3 separate regions of the Sus scrofa genome follow, and all the other regions are linked to region 2. A link is a contact called in public Hi-C data. All regions are on one chromosome and are shown on one strand. The core of a region is the stretch at or near the end of the contact, and the rest is flanking DNA. Distances in the headings are between cores, read along the strand shown. Region 1 holds the start of HAND2 (heart- and neural crest derivatives-expressed protein 2). Region 2 has its middle 160 kb from the start of CEP44. Region 3 has its middle 140 kb from the start of HAND2.

What was found. A called contact is a pair of places that touch in the nucleus more often than the background predicts.
Region 1: a Hi-C map of embryonic fibroblasts shows a contact between it and region 2, with 3 times the contacts expected there. The contact joins the promoter of HAND2 here to the enhancer-like site in region 2. A contact is called at or near these places in 5 of 47 Hi-C or Micro-C datasets (embryonic fibroblasts, fetal heart ventricle, fibroblasts and 1 more).
Region 3: a contact with region 2 is called in a Hi-C map of embryonic fibroblasts, with 2.1 times the contacts expected there. The contact joins two enhancer-like sites. A contact is called at or near these places in 3 of 47 Hi-C or Micro-C datasets (embryonic fibroblasts, fetal heart ventricle and heart right ventricle).

The regions. Positions count from the first base shown.
Region 1 is chr14:16,458,815-16,461,743 of Sscrofa11.1, forward strand. HAND2 (heart- and neural crest derivatives-expressed protein 2) reads left to right here and starts at 1,275. Exons shown (of 2, transcript XM_013982698.2): 1 at 1,275-1,910. The coding sequence starts at 1,356. LOC100517194 reads right to left here and starts at 402. Exons shown (of 6, transcript XM_021073071.1): 1 at 356-402; 2 at 1-90. The coding sequence starts at 402.
Region 2 is chr14:16,051,022-16,054,145 of Sscrofa11.1, forward strand. No RefSeq gene overlaps it. Among named protein-coding and RNA genes, the nearest start is that of CEP44, 160 kb to the left of the region's middle. Within about 2 kb of position 1,475, at least 2 of the 83 cell types and tissues checked have an H3K27ac peak or open chromatin away from gene starts, as enhancers often do.
Region 3 is chr14:16,317,574-16,320,979 of Sscrofa11.1, forward strand. No RefSeq gene overlaps it. Among named protein-coding and RNA genes, the nearest start is that of HAND2, 140 kb to the right of the region's middle. Within about 2 kb of position 1,773, at least 3 of the 83 cell types and tissues checked have an H3K27ac peak or open chromatin away from gene starts, as enhancers often do.

The DNA of each region.
Region 1 (2,929 bases), core at 25-2,524, 410 kb after region 2:
TCCCACTGCGCCCGCTGCCTGCTGGTTTTCTTGCCTAGGTTACCTACAGAACACTTCGAAAAGCAATATCTGCCTTCTTTCCCCACCCCCCTTCAAACCAGTAAAGAAAGCGGAGTGATACTGTACCTGATTTGAGATTCTTCAATATTTGAGACTTAGGGGAAAATATTTTAATAGTGAAGCATCTGTTAAACACTTGCATTAACCTCTGGCTGATAAAAAAGTTTTTTTTTTAACCCTGCCCCCCCCTCGTTTTAATTATCTTATGGTTATGAAGGGGCAGCCAATCCTGAAAGAGGACCTCGGCAATTAGCAACGAGAACATCAAAAAGTTTTATTGCGGAGAGCGCGAGGCGCCGCCCCCGCCGCCCCGGGATTGGCGTGAGGAGCCTCTGACGACATATATTAACCCGAGCGGCCCTAAAGATGTAGCTGTACATGGAGATCTTGCTGGGAAAATCCGCTTGCTCCCCTCACGGCGTCCAGTCCCGGAGAACAGCCGCCGCCGCCGTCACCCAGGAGCCCCCACGGCCGCTGCGCAACAGCCCTCCAAGCCCCAGCCGCCGCCTTCGCGCTCCAGGGCGCCTGCAGGGCTCAGATCCTTCCCCCGAAAGGAGAGGCTCTGAGAAAATGGATGCACTGAGACCTCTCTGAAAACCCTCCGAGGGAGCACGAGAGGAGAGCGGAACACGTTACTCGCTGCTAAAGTCACATTCCAGGACCAAAACAACAACAACCAAAAATTTCATTAAAACAATAAGCGCCCAAGAACCCAGATCAGGCTGGTTGGGGGAGGGGAAGGGGCGGGAAGGGGAGGGTCGCATGGAGGTAGCTTCACAGTGAGCGGTCGACCCCGCCGCCTCCCCGCAGAGCCGGGCCGGCTCCTCCAGCCGCGGCTCGGACTCTTCCCGGGATTCGGAGGAGCCGCGGCGCCAGGAGCGCGGCCGGGGCGCGGAGCCCGGCGACTCGGCCGAGCAGCCCCGCGGGAGCCGGGACGCCTTTGCATGAGCACGAGAGGACTGTGCCTGCCCGCAGCAGCCCGGGAAGCAGGACCCCGCGCGCGGGCCGTGGAACAAGGCGGGAACCGGAGGCGGCGGCGGCCAGGGGCGCACGGTGCCGGGACCAGCTCGCCGCGCCCTATGGGGAGCCGGCGGCCGCGGCGCTGCTGAGGCGGGCCCCGCGGGCCAGGCGGGTGGCCGGGGCCCGGGCTGCAGCAGCCCCCTCTGCGGCTGCGGGGCCGGCCCGGGCACCGGGGGGCTGGGGGTGGGGGGTGGGGGAGGACGCCGAGCGCCGAAGCAGGGGCCCGGGCTGGGGGCGCGGCGGGGCTGCGCGCACGCTGGGGCGCGGAGGGCGAAATGAGTCTGGTTGGGGGCTTCCCTCACCACCCGGTGGTGCACCATGAGGGCTATCCGTTCGCCGCGGCCGCGGCCGCTGCGGCCGCCGCGGCCGCCAGCCGCTGCAGCCACGAGGAGAACCCCTACTTCCACGGCTGGCTCATCGGCCACCCCGAGATGTCGCCCCCCGACTACAGCATGGCCCTGTCCTACAGTCCGGAGTACGCCAGCGGTGCCGCCAGCCTGGACCACTCCCATTACGGGGGGGTGCCGCCGGGCGCCGGGCCCCCGGGCCTGGGGGGGCCGCGCCCGGTGAAGCGCCGGGGCACAGCCAACCGCAAGGAGCGGCGCAGGACTCAGAGCATCAACAGCGCCTTCGCCGAGCTGCGCGAGTGTATCCCCAATGTGCCCGCCGACACCAAACTCTCCAAGATCAAGACGCTGCGCCTGGCCACCAGCTACATCGCCTACCTCATGGACCTGCTGGCCAAGGACGACCAGAACGGCGAGGCGGAGGCCTTTAAGGCGGAAATCAAGAAGACAGATGTGAAAGAAGAGAAAAGGAAGAAGGAGCTGGTTAGTACCAGGGGACGGCGGGCGGTGGGGTGTGGGGGACCGAGAATCCCGGTCTCTTTCCCTTTGGCCTGAGCAATGGCACACCGCGCTCTCTGCTGCATCCTGAGACAAGGTTGTTTGCACCAGGTTGTGGTCGAGATGGTTTCCCGAAGAAGCAGAGGAGGTGGGGGAGGGTGTCAGCACGCGGAGGAGGTTAAGAGGGATGCTTCGTGTGGGTGATCTTCCCTCCGGGTCATTGCTGCTCTCCCCCCCCCCAACACCCCCCCCCGCACCCCGCTCCCCCGGGCCCTTGAGGCAGGACTCAGGTTCCGAATTGATCTTCTGATCGCACTGGCCCGGACCCCTCATTTTCTGTCCTTTAGAGCCTTCATTTGGCGTCCAATCCGATCTTACTTTCAGATAGTTATAAAATAAGTTGTTTAGAAGCGCTTGATTCCAATGATTTCACTGTTGATCGCATTGTCCCCTTTTAAGATCGAGGCTGCCACTGATTCTAAGAGAGTTTTGTGGTTGTTCTGATTACTATGCCCAGTTACGTAAAGGTTAACATAAAATATGTACTTTTAACTTCAAAATGCATCTCGTTTCTCTCTGGCAGTGAAGATAAAATGTAACTTCCCAGGCGACTGTACTTAAATGGGCATTTCTTGTTTTGTTTGCATGAGCCCATTTAAGACAAATGGTAAATATTACCACTGTCATTTTATCGTTAACAAAAATGAAAAATTATAACTGAAAATTAGTTTTCTCAAGTACCTACCAGGTGCCCATAGGGTAGTGGTGTTTAGAGCAGGGCTATTCCCATGAAAGGCCTGCAAAATAATCCCATTTGTCAAGTTTTCCTTCTTGGGGCCTGTGGCGTTTTAGTTGCTGCATAGTCGAGTGATCCGGGGTAACCAGGGATTTTGGAGGCCTTGGAGGAGAGCCGAGCCGGAGGCCGAGCCACCGGCAGACAGGCCCAGGCGGAGGCACTTGGCCCATCTTCCCTAGAGCGCAGATCTGGGACTGCGATTGAAACA
Region 2 (3,124 bases), core at 225-2,724:
ATATCAAGTTGGCTTAATGACAGTGTATAAAAGCAGTACAAATTTATTTATGCAGATGAAGGTCTAAAAAAATCAAGATCCATATTCATATTTCATTTTTTATCCCTGGCATCTTTTTCCTTCAGTTGAATATACCCATGCAGCTATATTAATATATAAACGTTATTTTTCCTTGGATGGTATTAATCTCAACCAAATATCTTAAGAGAATAATGGGAGGGTTTTTCCTTTTTGTTCAGAATTTCTTTTAAATCAGACATCTGGTATTTGGCACTCAACTTTTATTAGACTGGTCCAGCACTTTTAAAGGGGGGTAAATCATATGACTTTCATTTTAATTTTTACTGTAATGGTTTAATGTAGCCAACATATGCTGAGTAATAGCATTAAAATAAAATCAGTAAATGAAGGATTACAATCTGTCTGTGTCCAATTTTGCAAAGAAACTAATTAGAGAAAGGTTTTTCAGATCAGAATTGGATTAGCCAGCAATTTTTAAAAATTGTAATAATATAATGAGAAATCTTGGGACTTTAACATGTTGCTATTGAGAAAGAAAAATTGTAAGGGACATTAACACTTTTCACTCTAATTCTGGGCTGTGGGAAGTGCAGGTCAGGGTAATTCTTTTGCAGGACTCTCTCCTCACTGCCAGAAAGCATTTAGACACGAAATCCAAGGCTTTTTCACAGTTATCTATTTTAATTATAAATATTAACTTGGGAACTGGAATGATTATAGCTGGTCTACGGATAATGCAGATTTCCCCACATCCTGGGGAGCATTCATTTCAATTTTCTCATTTCACTAACTGGGATTTGAGAAAGACTTTCTAGCCCACTCCTTAATTTTGGGCAGCCAGCCAGTTATTTTCTATGGTTCTACTTACTGAGGTACAGAACTGCATTTGGAATTAAGCTGGAATTTTATTTATAGCTTTGGAATGTCTTGCTAAATGTCTCTAAATATGGCACTTCTCTGTAAATGGAATGAAACCTCAATCATTTCTACATAGAAATTGAGCAAAGAGAATTATTGAGGTAATGTTTGTCAGTTTCCTTAAATTCTGTCAGTTACGGGTAGCATAAATAAGAACATTAATGGATTCGTCTTACCACAGAGATCTTAATTATAAATATTTTGGGCTCATGACTAGGACTGGTAATTCAAAGGAGATTTTTGACAAACAAGCTCAACATGGAACATCACTCTATAAGAGGTAATTTTATGACTTGTAAGATAATTTGGAAAGATTCGGTTCTGATTAAAAGAATAAAAGGTGAGGTATAAAATTATTCTACCTAATATCCATTTCAATATCGTGAATAGGACAAAACCATGTTATGTTCATTTAGTGTTTTTCAGTGAATAAGAAACGCGATTGGTTGCGCTTTGCAATTTTTAGGCATTCACTAAAGTCATAATTTCCTCATGTTATAGAAATCCAGAACAGGACAAACCAAATCACTGGTTCAATATGCTAAATTAGCATAGTTGGCATTTGACAAACTCACGGAAAATGGCCTTCAAAATGCCAGCATGTCTTTGCCCCTTTTATCTCCTCAAAGTAGTGTCCCATTCTTTTCCAAATGTCCTAAATTTCAATGTCATTTTTATTTTCCTTTTTGTTCTTTTTCTAGACAATCTCAAGCAAAGTGAGTAATACAGGAAGGGATTCCAAGGAGCACCACAGGAAATGCTCATCTAAAGACCCCTCTTCTGCCATTGACCAGTTTGATCTCTTTTCTTTTTTGGACAATAATTTCCACTGCTAAGTTCATTAGAAATTAGGCAACACAGCAAGAGAATGACCTTACAAAACATAAGTATGTGCAGTGAGCAAGAACGTACTGAATCTTGTTCCTTCAGGTTTTCTACGTTTATGTTAATTTTCACTTGTGCTTTTGGTGAGACAAAAATACCATAATATATATCATTTGGGTCCTCAAGGAGTTTATCATGAAGCCATCGATACACCTGAAATAATCTATGAACAATCCTAGAAAACGAATAACAAATTGAGAAATTAAATATAATTATTTCAAATGTGTGTGCTACAGATAGTAGTCAGGACAAAGGAGTCCTTAATGGATGGGAGATAATAACTAGGTTACATGTAGAAGTAACTTGAGCTTGGGCCTTGGATTATCCTATAAAGGAAGAAGGGGTGGAGTTCCCAATGTGGTGCAGTGGGTTAAGGATCCACCTTTGCAGCAGCTACAGCATAGGTGGCAGCTCTGGCTCTGATTCATTTCCTGGCCCAGGAACTTCCATATGCTGCCTCTGTGGCCAGAAAGTGGGGAAGAAAAAGGAAGAAGCGATGGGGGGTGGGGGTGGGGGGTGGAGTCCAGAAATTGTCTTTGAATGAATGTAACAGGAGTAATTCCAAGTCAGGTAACCACTAATAGGGCAGAGATAAACTTGAGTTTCCCCAATCATGAAAGTTTACTTAACATCCATCAAAGACTCACATGAGGAGGATTTGGAAAGGTGTGAGGATATAACCAAAGAGAGAAAATCAAAAGATCAACATTGATGGCTTTAAAATTGTGGCTTCTTCTAGTGTTGGTCCAATGGCGTTAATCCTCACTTCTTTCTCTTCCCCACTTTTTAGTCACTGTGTCTGGTGGAACTACATAGAATTAGATGTTTTTCTAAATCTTCTATATATTCTACTGCATTAATGATAGCTCAGCAGAGATGCCTGGAGGCAGAGAGAATGGAACTGTAACACCATTCCACTGCCCAGGTCGTTCTCTCGCACTGACCAGGAGCTTGGTGGATTCCTTTACACCTGTCAGTCTCCACATGTGTCAGAGGTATGGAGCACATGCAGGTTTTGTTCGAGAGCTCCACACTTTCTTATGAAAATGCAACTACTAGTAGTCTCCAGTACAGAATTTCCCCAAGTGTAGGTATATATTTTGTTTAGACTATTGTAACTATTCTTTCTCCCCAGAGTCATGTTCTTACTACACAGCATTTAGTCTTCACATACTTGGATAAATATTTTCTATCCAATATTAATTTTCCTTTCAGTCTCCTTCTACTTGTTTTCCTCTTATTACATTTTAAAAAATTCAGAGAAACTTTGAGAATAGATGCAAATGAACAGAGGCATTTG
Region 3 (3,406 bases), core at 523-3,022, 270 kb after region 2:
TGTAGCCATAGGTCCTACTTTTTAAATGGCATCTTATTATTTGTGTAAAGAATTTGGACTGCACTCTAAAAGCAATGAGAAACCATTTGTGAAGCTCTTAAGAGTCCTAAATTTTAGAACCCCTTGTCTGCCAGCAGAGAAAGTGCAATTTGAAGTAGTAGAGTTATGGTCATGAACCAGGTGAGAGATGATAAGGCCTGAACTAAATATGGGAGGATTCAGAGATACTGAAGAAATGTCACTGTCATGGCTGATTGAGTGAAGATCATGAACAGGAAGGAGAGACCTGGGCAACTAGACAGATGGTAGAGCATTAACACGGATGAGGAATGCAGGAAGATGTGGTGCTTTGGTCAGAAGAATGATAAGTCTGTGGTGTTTTAGATACAGATACTTTGTGGAACTCCCACTTATAGACATTCTTTTTCTAGAGGTTGGGAGAGATGTAAGGGACATAAATACAAATTTTGAAGCAATCGGCATAGAGATGGTAATTGAACCTATGAGCAGATAAAATTTCAAAAAGAGTGGACATAACAGGAAAAGAAGACAAAGGCTCAAGGCCACCTCACTCACCCCCAGAGAGTTGGGGGGAAGTTTCAAAAGTATAATGTATAGGGAAATACTCCTTATGTTACTTACTATTTTCCTCATAAAGTCCTTTACATGGTTTACATGGTTTAAATCAACATGGCTTACAGAAAACATAGTTTATGACTCACATTCATATATGTGCCTGTAAATATCAAATAAAGACTATGTAAAATATCCCATCCTACCTCTGCCTCTTCTGGGAATAAGGCTGAAAAATTCTATAGTGTCCCATTTGACTGTTCCTGAATTTGTTTTCACTTGTAAATGCAAATAATAATATTTTTTATTTCCCAGTGTTTTTAAACCCCATTGGGAAAAAAATGCCACTTTTACTTTATAAATAATATATAATAGTAGTAACTTTAAAGACTTGGATCTCATTTACCAAACACTATTCCACCATTCCTAAATATTTTTATAATCATACGGCCTCTCCATTCAGTTTCCTTTCACCAATTCAAATGAAAGTCTGAAGTGCCACAAAAATGCATTTTATTTACAGAACTGGTTTATCACTTGAGAAATATCACCACAGTCTTCATGCTCAACCTTTATACCCTGTAAAATGTGTAGTATATCAGAAGCCAAAGCGGGATATTGGGGAATAAACAAATTAGATGCCTGAAAGTTTAGTACAAAGGCTACAACATAACAATAGGTGGTGCTGCTGGGATGGATACAGAACATGTACATTTTATTCAACACATGTCATGGAAATTCTTTCTGAACGAAATGACTATGTTTATTCAATTAAAGGTTGTCTTGGAGCAAAAATAAAATCTGATCAGGAGGAGAATTTGAGAAAGACAAAAGCTTCCATCAACTTCGTGTACTGAACAGAAAGGTATTTCCACCAGTGGGAGCTAGTTTTTGTAAGCAGACTTTCATGTACAGCCGGCAAATTCTGTGTTCATTCCTCAAGGCCAGGGACAGGCTGAGTCTTCTGTGCTTCTGTCTATCAGATGAAACCAATAACTGCCAGGTTCCGAATTTAGATAGGTACAAAAGATACTCGTCAATGTTCCTTAATGAAACTGTTATTATGATTTCTCTCTTTCTAATATGAATTTCAAGTGGAAGAAGGTTGACATCTAGATTTCTTCCTTGCCTGAGCATATGCGGTAGCTCAAGCACTTTGATCTCGAGCAGTGTCAACCTGCTCTTGGCTGTAACCAAATGATTTGAAGTTTCACAATAAATTAGGGTTAGAAGAAGAAAACTTTCAAAGGATGAGAATGGACCTGCATATCCAATTTTCCTAAGCCATTTCTAACCTTGCAATCAAAATGATATATTTTTCCTCTTCTTATATGTCTTTTTTAATTTATTTTTTATTAGGGTATAGTTGATTCACAGCATTGAGACAATTTCTGCTGTATAAATATACCCAGTCATACTATATATGTCTTTAAAAATATGTGACCATCATGATAGAAATGTAACATTCACACCCTCTTTGTGGTCAAATCCCACCTGTGGGCTAGGGGTCCCCACTAGGTACTACCTGGCACATTATACGTCCTTAGCATGACAGTCCGAGTCCAGAGTGACAGGTGTAAATAACTATTTAATTCTCTGGCTTCTCTTTGAGAGTCTGGTCCCTAGTTCTAATCACAGTGCTTACCACATAGCAGGCACTTGGTAAACATTTGCTAACTGAAAGCATGAACTCCCAGTACTTGGGGGGGGGGGGGTGTTTCTCCAAAGAACCTGCATGTTAATTCTTGATTCCAACCACCATTCATTTGAAAGCTGACTTGTTCAATGTAACAGCAGTTTGCCTTCCATACGTTTTGTTCCAAATCAAGTTAAATTTTCTCCCAGTGGATTATTAGAGACAGCAAACTCTGAACTCATGACTCATGCTTTTGTACCCTGCATGGAAAAAAATGAAACTGAAAAGAGGAAATCCAGAAGCTGCCAGCTTTGGAAACTACAAGCATAATGGGAATTATCTGCCCAGCCTACTATGGAATTACACCAACCTTAATTATAACACAGAGAAGCTCCCTTACGGATGGATTATTTTAAGGTAGTAACTAACCAATAAATTCTATTCTATGCTTTGAAGGCTTTTTTCATATAAATGTAGCATCTTGTGTTTGGCATAAGGTAAATGCACATCTGGTTTTCCCTATTCACCTCAAAGTATAATGTTTGGACACTTTTCTCTGTGAGTTTCATGAAAACGGCATACGTGGCACAGATATATTTTATGGATGTGAGATATGTTATGAAGTTTCTGGTAAAGGCAATCTCTCTATGGGTCTCTTTTTTAGCAAATCCGTTTATGTGAAATAATTGGGATAGATTAGTCAAAAATGCTTTCATCTTGGTTTCTTGCCTACATTGCATTTTAAAATAATTAAAACTCCAGATTGTTTCTGTTTTTCACCTAAGTTTACTGGCACCCAGCAAAGAAGCCTCCACTTTGATTTTAATCATGGCCAGACGATGGAAGGCCTCTGTCTCAGAAGCAGCAAGAGCAGCAAGTAGAAACCCTGCTGGGTAATTTCAAAGCAATGCACTTCCTGCTGGTAGCCCTACTGTATGGTTTCTGTTCTGCCAAGGGCACCAATAGAAGGCAACTGCCAATTTGCACCTCACACATAAACGCACATTATGCCAATAGGCTTCGAAGGAAACCACAAGCTACCCGGCTCAGCCGTCAGAGGTCTGTTAACAGACTTTTAACTATGATCTATTGTGCGCCAGGGCCTGAAAGACGCACGCGGGGTCCGCTTTATGGAGACCGCGCTTGCCTGACACCGTTTTTCTTGAGATAATTATGTGTTTATTTTGGCTTTTAACA